Linked DNA regions of Mus musculus: region 2 is linked to region 1. Evidence: chromatin contacts called from public promoter capture Hi-C data. All regions are on one chromosome and are shown on one strand. Each heading gives the region's core, a stretch centred on a gene start, on an enhancer-like site or on the middle of the called end of the contact. The rest is flanking DNA. Distances are from core to core; before and after follow the strand shown.

Region 1 (6,307 bases), core at 1,828-4,327:
TGGTCTACAGAGTGAGTTCCAGGACAGCCAGGACTACACAGAGAAACCCTGTCTCAAGAAACAAAAAAGCAAAACAAAACAACAACAACAACAATAATAAACAAACAAACAAATAATCTAATCCGTTTAGCAATCCTAGCATTCAAGGGTAGAAAGTTGAAGATAAGGAGTTCGAGGGCAGCGTTAGCTATAGGTGGAGTTTGAGGACAGCCCGAATTACATAGAATGCTGTATCAGGGAAAAAGGAGCTAGAGATAGAGCTCAGTTGGTAGAGCCTTGGGTTCAGATCCCAGCACAGAATGAACTCAGGATGCTGACCAGCACTTTAGAGGTGGAAGCAGAACACCAAGAGCTCAAGGTCATAATCAACTGCACAAGGAGTTCTATGCCAGCCTGGGCTACACGAAATCCTGTCTTACAAAAAAAAAAAAAAAAAAAAAAAGTTTCCTGGGATTTGGAGAGATGGCTCAGCAGTTAAACTCACTGACTGTTCTTCCAGAGGATCTGGGTTGAATTCCCAGTATCTACAGGGCAGCTCACAGCCATTTTGTAACTCCAGTTCCAGAGGATCTGATGTCCTCATTTAGTCTCCATAGGGACAGAGTATGCATGCTGTATTCAGACATCCAGACACGTAAAGTAAAATCAATTTAAGTTTCTTAAGTCCAGTTTGGTGGCACATGCCTATAAAAATTAGTGTTTGGGAATCTGAGGTAGGCAGATGGTCATGAGTTTGAGACCAACCTGGACTACAGAGTCAGAATTCTCCAGAGTAACAGAACCTATGGGGGGCTGGGCGGTGGTGGCACAATCCTTTAATACCAGCGATTGGGAGGCAGAGGCAGAGGCAGGTAGATTTCTGAGTTCTGAGTTCGAGGCCAGCAGCCTGGTCTACAGAGTGAGTTCCAGGGCAGCCACAGCTACACAGAGAAACCCTGTCTCTGTATATACACACACACATATGTAAAGAGAAAAGGAACTTTTCTCTGTTATTAGAATGACTTACAGACTGAGTGGTCCAGCTAGTCCAACAATGGCTGTCTACAACAGAAGGTCCAAGAATCCAGCAGCTGTTCAGTCCATGCAGCTGGATGCCTCAGCTGCTCTTCAGTATGTGCTGGAATCCTGGAGACGTAGGCTCTGATGCCAGTGAAGGAATGAACTTGCCAGCGAGAAAGAGCAAGCAAGCCAAGAGCAAAAGCTCCCTTCTTCTGTATCCTTCCCACAGAAGGCGAGGGCCAGATTAGAGGTGGGTCTTCCCACCTCAGAAGATCTGGATTAAAGGCACGTTCATGAGCACAACAGCCATGTTATGTCCAGAAGACAGCGTTTCATCACACTCTTCCTGAATCCTCTGGCTCTTAAGTTCTTTCCAACCCCTCTCCCTGAGCCGAGGGGCAGGAGCGGTGACATACATGTCCCATTTAAGACTGAACACCCAGTAGTCCCTGTTCTCAGCACTGTGACCAGTTTTTGAGTCTCTGCGTTAACTGCTACCTGCTACCAAGACAAGTTTCACTGGCTAAGGTGGAGGGGAGCACTGGTCTATGTGTATAAACAAATATTTACAGGGGAGGAGGCTTACAGCTGGGGGTTGGAAGGAGGCTTACAGCTTCAGAGGGTGAGTCTATGACCCTTGTGGCAGGGAGCAAGGCAACTGGTAGGAAGACATATTGCTGGAGCTCTTTCATTTCTTTTGGATCTTCCTCCTTCTAAGTACTTACTCTGTCTGCCCTGGAGAGATAGCTCCGTGGTTGAGAGCACTTGCTGCTTTTTTTTTTTTTTTTTTTCTCGAGACAGGGTTTCTCTGTGTAGCCCTGGCTGTCCTGGCACTCACTTTGTAGACCAGACTGGCCTCGAACTCAGAAATCCGCCCACCTCTGTCTCCCAAGTGCTGGGATTAAAGGCGTGTGCCACCAAGCCTGGCCACTTGCTGCTTTTTGCAGGGGATCTCAGCTTGGCTCCCAGCATCCACATGAAGATTGACAACTATCTTTAACTCCAGTTCCAGGAGGATCAGACTTCCTCTTCCATTCTATGCAGGCACTGAATATACACAGAACACAAGACATGCAAGCAACCAAAATACATATACACATCAAATAAAATACGGGGAACATGCTTATTTATGTGTATGAGTGTTTGTTTGCATGTATGTCTGTGCACCATATGTTTATAGTATCTAAAAAATCCATAAGAGGGCATTGGATCCCCGGGAACTGGACTTATTGATGGTTATGAACTGTCATGTGAGTGATAAGAACCAAGCTGAGGTTCCCTGCAAGAGCAGTGAAGGCTTTTAATCACTAAAGCAATCTCTCCAACACCTTTCAAATTTTTTTTTGAAACATTACCTGTGCAATGAGCTCTTGCTAACACAGAGTTGTGGTCCGCTGGGCACACCCCAGGCTGGTATCAATTTTTTTATTTTTTATTTTTTTGGTTTTTTTGAAACAGTGTTTCTCTGTAGCCCTGGCTGTCCTGGAACTCACTTTGTAGACCAGCCTGGCCTTGAACTCAGAAATTCGCCTGCTTCTGCCTCCCAAATGCTGGGATTAAAGGCGTGTGCCACCATGCCCAGCTTGGTATCAAAATTTACTCCTCTCTGTAGCTACATCTTCCATCTAAAAGACAGTCGTCCATCTTCCCTTCCCTGCTAGACCATAATGCTGATAAGGACACGTTGCCCACCACTCTGTCCCTTGTTACAGGATATTTGATTATTGTACATGGGAAGCCTAATTGTTAATTATAAAAGCTTAAATAGATGTCAGATGCAGTTAGGTGTGTCCAGAAGAGCTGCAGTTTGGGTGTGCCTCAAAAAGCCTCCATAGATAAGGATGCTAAAGAATCGCAAGTCCCTCCTATTTTAAGGCAAATTGCTTTGGGTGAGGTCTTCTGGTCTTTGCTCTAGGACTGGAGGTAAAGTCAGCTGCATGGCCTTGAGCTAGCTCACCTGAAAGATGAAATGGTTTGGTCCCTACTGACTTGGCTTGGAGCCTACCTCCACCCCCATGATGGTGATGTGGTTCAGCCGGCCAAAGGTGGAGGGGAGGAGCTAGAGGCTTCTTTTATAGCAATTGGACCTTTGAGACCTCTCTCCCTTTTGGCTTTGATGAGCCCTCATGGAAAGAGCTCTGGGTAAGAGTCAGGGATTTTCTCTCTGGACTTGCAGTAACAACAGAGAAGCAGCTGACAGGACACAGGTAAAACAGTATTCTAGGAAAGAGAGCTAAGGAGCCCTCTTGGGTTTGAAGGAACTCAAGAGAAAGGTAGACCAGATAGGTAAAAGGACACAGAACTCTAAAGAGCTAACAGTTTAGTTGTAGAATTGGACTTGCAAATAGATATTTTGTACATAGTTCAGAAAATAAAGTTACCTTGCTTACCTAGCAGGTTTTTACCTCAGTGTATACCTCCTGTGTATCTCTTGGTATAAATATTAGATAATATAAAAGGATAAATGTTGCATTTGACACTCCAGCTCCTGGTAAGAGTCCACGGAGACAGATGGTGGGCCCCCCCATATTACAGTCTATCATGCCTAGAACTGTATATAGAAGATGTTATTGAGTATATGATTGTATTTCCACCCAGAATGCACTTCCTAGTTCTAACCTCCGTGCCCCCAAGTACTTTTTTTGTTGCTGTGACAAAATACTTGGCAGAAGTAAAGGAAGAGTCTGTGTAGTGCATAGCTTCATAGGAGTGAGCACATGGTCATTTGACCCATTATGGGGGGGCCTGGAAGGAGGCACAGCAGCTCAAATTCATGACAGCCAGCATCAGGGAGGAGATCTATCTCTTAAGGTACACCTCGGGAGCACAATTCCTCCAACCAGGTCCTGCCGTTTACTTCCCATCACCTCCCAATAGTGCCAGCACATCCATCAGTGATGGAATTCCTTGCTTAGGTTGGAGCCCTCGTGAGCTCACCACCCCTACAAAGTCCCATCTCCAAACATTGCTCTGGAAACCAAACATTCAAGGCAGGAGCCTTCTGGCTCCCATCCAAACCACGCAAGACCCGGAATAGGCACAACTGATCCTGTTTGTCCCCAGGCTTGTTATTGGTCCCCATTCACTCCTAGGTGCTCTGTGCCCGGGTTCTGTGGCATGAAGCAGAGTGGGCACCTGCCAATGTAAATTAGTCAGTGTGCACGAATAAGAGTGTGAGTATGCTCTGCCCCGGTGCCGCTGTGACTCGTCCTTAAGAAGCAGAAGGGTGAGCTGGAGAGAGATGGCTCAGCAGTTAAGAGCACTGTATGCTCTTCCAGAGGACCCCAGTTCAATTCCCAGCTCACACCTGTCTGTAACTCCAGTTCCAGAAGATTCAACACCCCCACACAGACATACACATAGGCAAAACACCAATGTACATAAACTTAAAATTAAATGAAGAGAAAAGAAGAAAGGAAGAAGATGGAGGGAGGGGGATGGGGAAGAATTACCAACATCATCCCAGGTCACCCTTGCCTGGAGCCCACACCTTGTTTCAGGTCCTTGTCTCCAGAGTGCACAGCATCTCCAGCATCCCAGCAAGCTATCATCTGCATCTGTGACCCTGGGTGCACTTGTATCCATCATCCCTGGACCTCCTGTGCTAGGTTTCACTAAGTCCTTTCAAATTTGCTTGAAGATCGGGGTACCTGACCCATCAACTGCCCTCAGAGAAACCAGGACATACCTTGCAAATAAAACACAGAGGAGAACTGGGCAAGATGGACAGATCCCCCTCCACAAACCATAATAAACAAAACATTTTAAAGAAAATTGGATGAATTTTATTTATTGTTTATCAGTGTTCTAAGGATGCAATTCATATTTATTTTCAAACTGAAATGGAGGGTTTTTTTGGGGGGGGAAGTATTTGATATTTTTTAAAATATTTTTCATCCTAGTCTCACATACACACACACACACACTTACACACAGTCCCTTCTCCCTCCTCCTAGTCCCACCCTTACAAGTCCCTTCTTCCATTACTCCCTCCCCTTCTCAGAGAAAGAGAAGCCCCCTCCCCACTCCACCCCACCCTGGAACATCCAGTCCCAGGAGGACCAAGCGCATCCTCTCCCACTGAGCCCAGCCAGGCAGTTCTGTTAGGGGAAGGCAATCCCAAGGGCAGGTGACAGGTCAGTGGAGGATGCTCCACTCCAATGGTTAGGGCACCCACGTGAAGACTAAGCTGCACAATGGCTGCAAATGTGTAGGAGGCCTAAGTCCAGCCCCTGAGTACTCCTTGGTTGGTGGTTCTATTTTGTTTATGTATATGAGTACACTGTAGCTGTACAGATGGTTGTGAGCCACCATGATTACCAGACTGATAAGATTTGAACTCAGGACCTTTGGAAGAGCAGTCAGTGCTCTTAACCACTGAGCCATCTCTCCAGCCCTCTATTTTTATTATTATATGTGTCGACATCCAAGTGCCATGGCGTGCATGTAGAGGACAGAGGACAACTTGTGGAGTCAGCTCTTTCCTTTCTACCTCTGTGTGGGATCAAACACTCGTCACCAGGCTCAGGCTGCCAGTAATTAGCCTGCTGCTTCATCTTGGAGCTTTCTGTTTTTGCTGTCTTACTGAGACCTCTATGGTGGCCATTCTTGGTTGTCAACTTGATCAGGAATTAACTAAAACCCACATGGCTGGATACCCCTATGAGGGATTTTATTTTTCCTTAGTCAAATAATCTGAAGTGGAAAGATCCACTTTCAATCTGGATTTTTGAGGTGGGAAGATCCACCTACAATTTGGGCCACCCCTTCTCCTGGAAGCCTAAATAAAAGACATGGAAGAAGGAAGCTTGGTCTCTTTGCCTGCCTTTTTTTTTTTTTTTCTTCTCTAGTTAGCAAGTCCATTCCTTCACTGGTCTACTTTTTCAGGATTATAGTGCATACTGGAGACTAGCCAAGACACCCAGACTCATGGACTGAACAGCTACTGGATTCTTGGAACTTCTATTGGTAGACAGACATCACTAGACTAGCTGGAATACAGTCTGTAGTTATAAATTCCTTTTCATATACAGATTAATTCTATAAGTTCTGTTCCTCTAGAGGACTCTGACTAAGGCAACCTCCTAGCCGGGCGTGGTGGTGCACGCCTTTAATCCTAGCAATTGGGAGGCAGAGGCAGAGGCATGTGAATTTCTGAGTTCAAGGCCAGCCTGGTCTACAGAGTGAGTTCCAGGACAGCCAGGGCTACACAGAGAAACCCTGTCTCATAAAACCAAAAAAAAAAAAAAAGGCAACCTCCTTATTTATATTTATGTGCATGTGTGTATGCCTTTGTGTGTACCACTTG
Region 2 (6,650 bases), core at 3,973-6,472, 100 kb after region 1:
TTAATGTTGGTCCCTTGAGAGAGTTCGACATTTGTTCTGCACTGTGACTGCCCATTGGAGCACTGGCCTGTCTCCCAGTAACTGTGCGTACAGGGAGAGGTGAAATTACAGTATTACTAAGCAACATTCCTTGTCTCACAACCGCTTGTGATGGGAAGATATTAACTATCTCACTTTACAGCTGAGGAAACAGAGGAAGATGTTTCCATGTCGAGCTCCATGTGGCTCAGGGGTAGGGCGCTCGTGGAGCACTCTCTAGCATGGGTTCCCTGTCTGCTCAGTGGGCTCTGCTCTGCCTCTCTGACTCGGCCATTAAGGCCAGCATCTCAGACTGATGGTTATTCTTTGTCAGCGGGACTGGATTTGGCAGCACATCTCAAGGAGATTCTAGTGTGGTTTAACAGAGTGGGGCAGACATGCCCTGAGGGTGGTTGGCTCCCCGTGGGCTGAGAGCTGAGCCTAACACTTACTTCCCTGAGCCTCCTGACTGTGGATGCAAGGTGAGTTGTCCTGCTGCCGTGCCCCGCCCCCTGCAATGAGAACCTGCACCCCTTCAAATTGTGAGCCCCCCCAAAAAACCTCTTCCTCAAGTTCCTTCTGGGTGGGTCCTTGGTCATAGTGATAACAAAAGTAACTGAACTAGTCCAGTCCCCTCTGTCTCCCATCTTCCCTGACATGCCAACACTGGCTCCCCCAGGACACTGGCTCACTTGGGACCGTAGGCGAGTCACTAGATTGACTGCGGGGGGGGGGGGGGGGGGGAACTATTTCCTGCCCAAGGCTGCTCTGTGACCAAGGTAACACACTGTGTGGCTCTGCTCACACATCCCAGGGTCTCCTCAATCCTGCATGCTCACCATTTTAACTGTACATATGGCTGGATAATAAAAATGTGTTCGAGCATTGAAAGACAACCAGGCCGGGCGTGGTGGCGCACGCCTTTAATCCCAGCACTTGGGAGGCAGAGGCAGGCGGATTTCTGAGTTCGAGGCCAGCCTGGTCTACAAAGTGAGTTCCAGGACAGCCAGGGCTACACAGAGAAACCCTGTCTCGAAAAAATAAATAAATAAATAAATAAATAAATAAATAAATAAATAAATAAATAAATGGCAGACTCTGAAAAAAAAAAAAAAGAAAGACAACCAGGTGAGCTTGAAGGAGAAGCGGAACTGGTCCTGAAAATGGGAGAATCCGAACAAACAAAAGGCTTTGTGCCATGAGACGGTGACAGCGGATTTCTCTTTGGGATGTTTTGGAGTTTAAAGGGCTCTTTCATTGCCTCTTAGGCCTCTTTGCATTTCCTGTCAGGCAGAAGAGGTGGACATATATGTGAGCTTAATAATGACAGCCAGGCCCAGTGGCTCACAACTATAATCTCAGTAATGAGGAGGCTAAGACAGGTTCAAGAGCAGCCTAGGCTATATGATGAGTCTAAAGTCAGCTAGGACTACACAGTAAGAGTCTATTGAGAGAGAGAGAGAGAGAGAGAGAGAGATCAGAAAGAATCCTACAACTCGTTAGTGGTAGGAGTCAAGACTTGCCTTCTGAGTCTAAGATCCACGACTGTCTGATGTATAGCAGGCCAGAGCCAGCTGGGGACCCACCAGGTCCTGACCCACCAGACAGTATTACGCCTCCGCCAGGCCTGAGTGCAGGCCCTTCATAGCCCTGTGTTTTATTGTATATTATCTTATCTCAATAGGAAAAGGCAATTGAGGGAGAGAATTTCCTTGTCTGGACGCTCCAGGCTTTCCGTTTGTCCTGCTTCCCTAGTCCAGTCCACCCTTGTCACTCACAGCCGCAGAGGCATCTTATCCGGCTCTCTCTAGGCGCCTCATCCAAGTCACAGGGCCTGTTGTTTTCTCGGGGCCAGGAAACCTGGGATCTGGAGCCCGTCCTGGCCATCAGTATTGCTTTGCTTGGCACCCAGCCACACCTGAAAAGCGGCTAAAAAGTGGCCTCTGGTCACCTAGCTCTTTCATTCGAAGAACCTGAGGACTTTAGGGCCTTGCTAGTAAGTGTGATTGATGTCCCAGAGAGCCTTCTCAATAGGGCTAGCACCGAAAGCCTTCTGTTTAGTCTTTACTTTCTCCGACAGCTTCCTTTGAAAAGAGCCAGTCTATAGGGAGAGCCAGAGGTGATGGTACACACCTGTGAGTGGCCGTATTTATGCTGGGACCTCTGCCAGAATAGCCAGTGTTCTCAAACACAGAGCCATCTGTCCAGCTCTGGTTTTTGTGTTTTAAGCCATGTGAGAATGAGGAATTCAACTAGTAAAATTAAACCTAGAGATTCATGTCAGGACAAAAGATAATCCACTCAGGTACAAGCCCAAATGATTTCAAGGTAATTTAAATGTGCTCTTCAGTTGCAGTTTTCTTTCTTTCATGTTTAGGTGCACTCTCACTATATAACTCTAGCTGGCCTAGAACTCACCATGCATGCCAGACTGGCCTTATATTCACAGACCCACCGGCCTTTGCCCCCTGAGAATCAGAACTAAAGGTGTACACCAACACACCTGGCATGCTTTATGGGTTTTTTTTTAAAGTTTAATGCAAAATATCATGTCTTCATTGAAGTACAATTGTTAATCTTCCCTATTAGGTAATTTTGCATCCTACCCCAAAGTGCTAAGGATTGAGCCAGGGGTTCATTCCGAGTAGCTTAAGAGGGATTATCTGGTGAAGTATGACTATTCCTATAGTCCCCAAACTCGGGTGACTGAGACAGAAGAACTGACTTCCAAGCTAGCCTGACTGATATAGAAAGCCACAGGCCCAGCTATTCAGCAAGATCCTGTGGCACAAACAAACAAGTGAAAAATGTCCTGAGAATACAGTGTCTCTCAGGGTCCCTAGGTTGCCTGTAAGACAATCATTTGAGAAGCTAGAATCACACAGCCCTGTCCAGACCTAGGAAATCATCAGGGACGATGTTCAGAGCTGTAACTGAGTATCGGAACTTCAGGGAATACACATTCACTAAGAAGTGCAAGCCAGCCGGGCGTGGTGGTGCACACCTTTAATCCCAGCACTCGGGAGGCAGAGGCAGGAGGATTTCTGAGCTCGAGGACAGCCTGGTCTACAAAGTGAGTACCAGGACAGCCAGGGCTATATAGAGAAACCCTGTCTCGAAAAATCAAAAAAAAAAAAAAAAAGAAGAAGAAGAAGAAGAAGAAGAAGAAGAAGAAGAAGAAGAAGAAGAAGAAGAAGAAGAAGAAGAAGGAGAAGAAGAAGAAGAAGAAGGAGAAGAAGGAGAAGAAGAAGAAGTGGTGCAAGCTAGTCAGAGCCTCCAGAACCTGAGAACTGGCTCTTGTCATATGCAGCCAGGCATCCTGGGACATCAGGGTGGTGACAAGTGTCTGTGAGCTTCTGTTTTGGTTGTGGCCTTAGAGGATCCCCTGGCTTGCACGGAAAGGCTCCATGTACTGGACACTTGCAGGATGAGAAGGATGGAGGAAAACCATCCAGTTCGGGACAGAGCAGCAGAGATTGCCAGGCTGGGCCAAAAGCTGATGATGGTCAGAGGGTGCTCAGGTCTTATGTGACCTAGGAACTCAGAAGCTGGGGTCTAGTTGGGAATAACCAGGGTCCTGGTACGAAGCCTCCACAGCGATTCCGAATGCGTAGCCGGTTGTTTCTACTTGTCTGTTTTCCAACGTCCCTGTCTAACGACTGTGACTCCCAACCTGCGCTTAATGGAAGCTAGAGGCAATCTGTACAGCCTTGACAGTTGTGGCTGGAAAGCAGGTTGACGCTGGGCTTGAAGCTAAGCCGTGCTGTGCTAGCCTGTAAGGTGCATGAGTGGAGATGATGCTGTGCTCTGGGTCACACCACAGTGTGGCTTCCAGGCTGAGCCTTGCCATGCCATGTGTAGCTCCACTTGCCCAAACATCGTTGGGCTCCATTCGGAGGGGTGACTCTGTGCCTTGCTGTTCACGAGAACACCAGCATGCGCCCGGCAACACCCACAAGGCACAGACTTAAGAACTTAGTCCTAAAAGTCAAAACCCATCACTTCTGCAACGTTAAAGTAAGTTAGGAGTGTAGGAATCACACTTGGGTGTAATGACGTCCTTATCTGGAAAACCAGGCCCAGTAACTGTGAAACACACTAGACCAACCGAGTACGCACCACCCTCACCCAGATTACATAAAAGGACACCCCACGGGCAATGCCAATCACCTCTCTACCAGGGCTGCCACAGGATTCCTGCGTAGTCCTGGCTGTCCAGGAACTAACTCTTCCTCCGGAGTTCAAGGTATGCACCACCACTGTTCAGCTGCCACCCAAGTGTTTACTGTTCCCAGAGTCCTCGCTCAGCTCAGTCTCCACTGCTAGAATTTCCATTGTCAGTCTATCTGCTCATCTGTCCAGATCAGGGCCTTCACCTTGACTCCATAGTTCTGAGCTGAGCCTCTGCAGTGAGGCTGTACCCTGTGACCCTACAGCTTGACTCTCTGTCTCTAGCCTAACGTCCAGACTATATATCTTATATATTTATATATCTTAGCATCTATATATCACCTGCCATAACTGCATTTGTAAAGCTATCTGTCTCTGCCCCCAGTAAAACCTCTGACTCTGCCCCCTTCCTTTCACAGGTTGTAGCTGTTGTGTAACCCAGACAGACAATATTCATACAATTACAAGGTGGTATGGGTGTGTGGTCTGAGAGTTAGTATTAGCAATTAAGATCCAGATAAAAGAACTTGTGTTTGCCGATTGTCTCTTACCAAGGGAAATCTAGACTTCCAAGTAGCTTTTGAATTTACTGTTAATACATTTTGACATTGTGCAAAGGCACGAGCAATCTGTCGCTGGAGGCAAAACAAAGGAAGCTGAAAGTGAAGCAGTTGCGGATGTGTGGGCAGAGCGCCGTTGTTTTCCTTATAAACTTTGGCACGATCTGATTTTCTTTAGTTAAATCGTGCACCTGCATTTTTGTCTTGTAAAAAAGTTGAATGCACTTAGGTAGAATGGTTTGCAGTGCAGCTTTGGGCTATTGGTCAGTCGCAAACACACAGAATATTGCTTATACTATATCTAAGTCACAAATATACACAATAGCCTTATAACGATCTTTTAACACCTCCCTCCCCCGACCCCCACTGGGGAGACACTTAAGTCAGAGGTGCCCAGGCAGAGGAGGCCAGGAGCTAGGGTCCAACGGGCAGAGCCTGCGCTGCTCTCAGGGGGTGGCTGCATGTTGCGCATGCGCCGGCCGCTTCCCCTCCCCCGCATCCCGGAAGTGCCCCAAATGGAGTTGTTATCCTGACTCAGGCCAGCTTTGTGTGGCTCGGCTGCTGGAGAACGCTACTTGCTATCCCCCAGGGCCGTCGAGGGTGAGCTTCGGAGTCAGAAGAGGGGGCAACGACTCGGAGGGAGAGACCGGCCTCTTAGCCATACCCTGCGGAGTACGAAGAAATGCCCCGGCCTCCGCCATCAACGGCGGCCGCTGCCCGCAGTGTTCCCGTGCGACTGGAATAGGATCCTAGGAGTTTAATGACCTGCCCTGCTCAGAAACCGTAGTCCCAAATGTTTGGAGCCGTATTTGGCTGTCAGATTTAAGGCAAAAAGAAAGCAGATTAGGCAGACATTCTTCGGTTCTGGCGATAGAAATGAGAGCATGACGTGTTTCAGCCACGCGCTTTGCCTCTGAGCATCCATTCCACTTGATTTTTTTCTTTAAAAAAAAAAAAATTGCACCGTTGAGACCGAGTTTTGCAAAAATGACCGATGCTATTCTGTAGCCCGAGGATCTTGCCAGCCAGCCTCCTGTCTCGGTCTGGAATAACTGGGATCACAGGCCGGTGCCATCAGACCACCAGCCTTCCTTATTAGGCGTTCTCTGGATCGGTTGAGCTAGCACCAGTCTTGAACTTGTCAGAGACCATCTCTCACTAATTAAAGGAAGAGCTTTGAACACTTCAGCACATCCGGGTTTGTTGTAAGCAGAACCCCCTCTGCCCATGGATGGCCTTTTAATTCTGGGCTTGTTGTAAGCAGAAAAAGATGAGAGGGTGGAAGAGAGTTAAGTGTCTGCCCAGGCAAAAGTGAAGGAGTGGAAAAAGAACACGCAGGGAACTTGGGAAGTGTCCTGAAGGTTCTGCTCCTTTTTTGATGCTAGAAATGGAACCCGGGGTCTTGTGCGTGTTAAGTATTGCTGATCCACTCAGCTATATTTTACCCCTAGAGTATTTATCTCAAACAGGTAATAAAATGTAAGCAGATTGTGTGTGGGTGGGTGGGGGGTGGAGGAGTGGTAAAGCTGCTTGCTGCCCAGACCCCACATGGTAGAAAAAGAGAACTGATACCTGCCAAGTGTCACTTGGACCACCATACACGCTCTGAAAGTGCAGGCGCAACATACACAAGTTGTTAAAAACAACAAAAATAAACCAGGCATTGGTGGCGAACGCCTTTAATCCAAGGACGCTTGGGAGGCAGAGGCAGGCGGACCTCAGTACTCGAGGCCATATAGAACAAGTTCCAGGACAGTCAGGGCTACACAGAGAAACCCAGGCTCAGGAGAACCAACCAACCAATTAATTAAAAAATAATAATAAGTAAATAAATTGAAACAGATTTTCAAGGTGTATATGAAATTTACCTTCATGTAGCGTGTCTTTCTGGATGTGTGTAGA

What was found. Capture Hi-C pulls out chosen DNA fragments and counts their contacts.
Region 2: a contact with region 1 is called in a promoter capture Hi-C map of liver. The contact joins two enhancer-like sites. A contact is called at or near these places in 3 of 39 promoter capture datasets (cranial neural crest and embryonic stem cells), 1 of 15 datasets of contacts at CTCF or cohesin (the NIH/3T3 cell line), 18 of 484 Hi-C or Micro-C datasets (the AML12 cell line, the C2C12 cell line, the G1E-ER4 cell line and 13 more), 31 of 115 datasets of contacts at active chromatin or transcription factors (CD8 T cells, the HPC-7 cell line, the SCID.adh cell line and 22 more) and 4 of 9 other capture datasets (adipose tissue, embryonic stem cells, liver and 1 more).

What each region holds. Positions count from the first base shown.
Region 1 is chr16:30,404,749-30,411,055 of GRCm38.p6, forward strand. No RefSeq gene overlaps it. Among named protein-coding and RNA genes, the nearest start is that of Atp13a3, 19 kb to the left of the region's middle. Within about 2 kb of position 3,078, at least 21 of the 459 cell types and tissues checked have an H3K27ac peak or open chromatin away from gene starts, as enhancers often do. A contact at or near this core is called in hepatocytes and liver, where this site is marked.
Region 2 is chr16:30,505,444-30,512,093 of GRCm38.p6, forward strand. It overlaps Tmem44 (transmembrane protein 44), which reads right to left. Exons shown (of 11, transcript NM_001384248.1): 11 at 6,412-6,650. Among named protein-coding and RNA genes, the nearest start is that of Gm52252, 11 kb to the right of the region's middle. Within about 2 kb of position 5,223, at least 403 of the 459 cell types and tissues checked have an H3K27ac peak or open chromatin away from gene starts, as enhancers often do. A contact at or near this core is called in hepatocytes and liver, where this site is marked.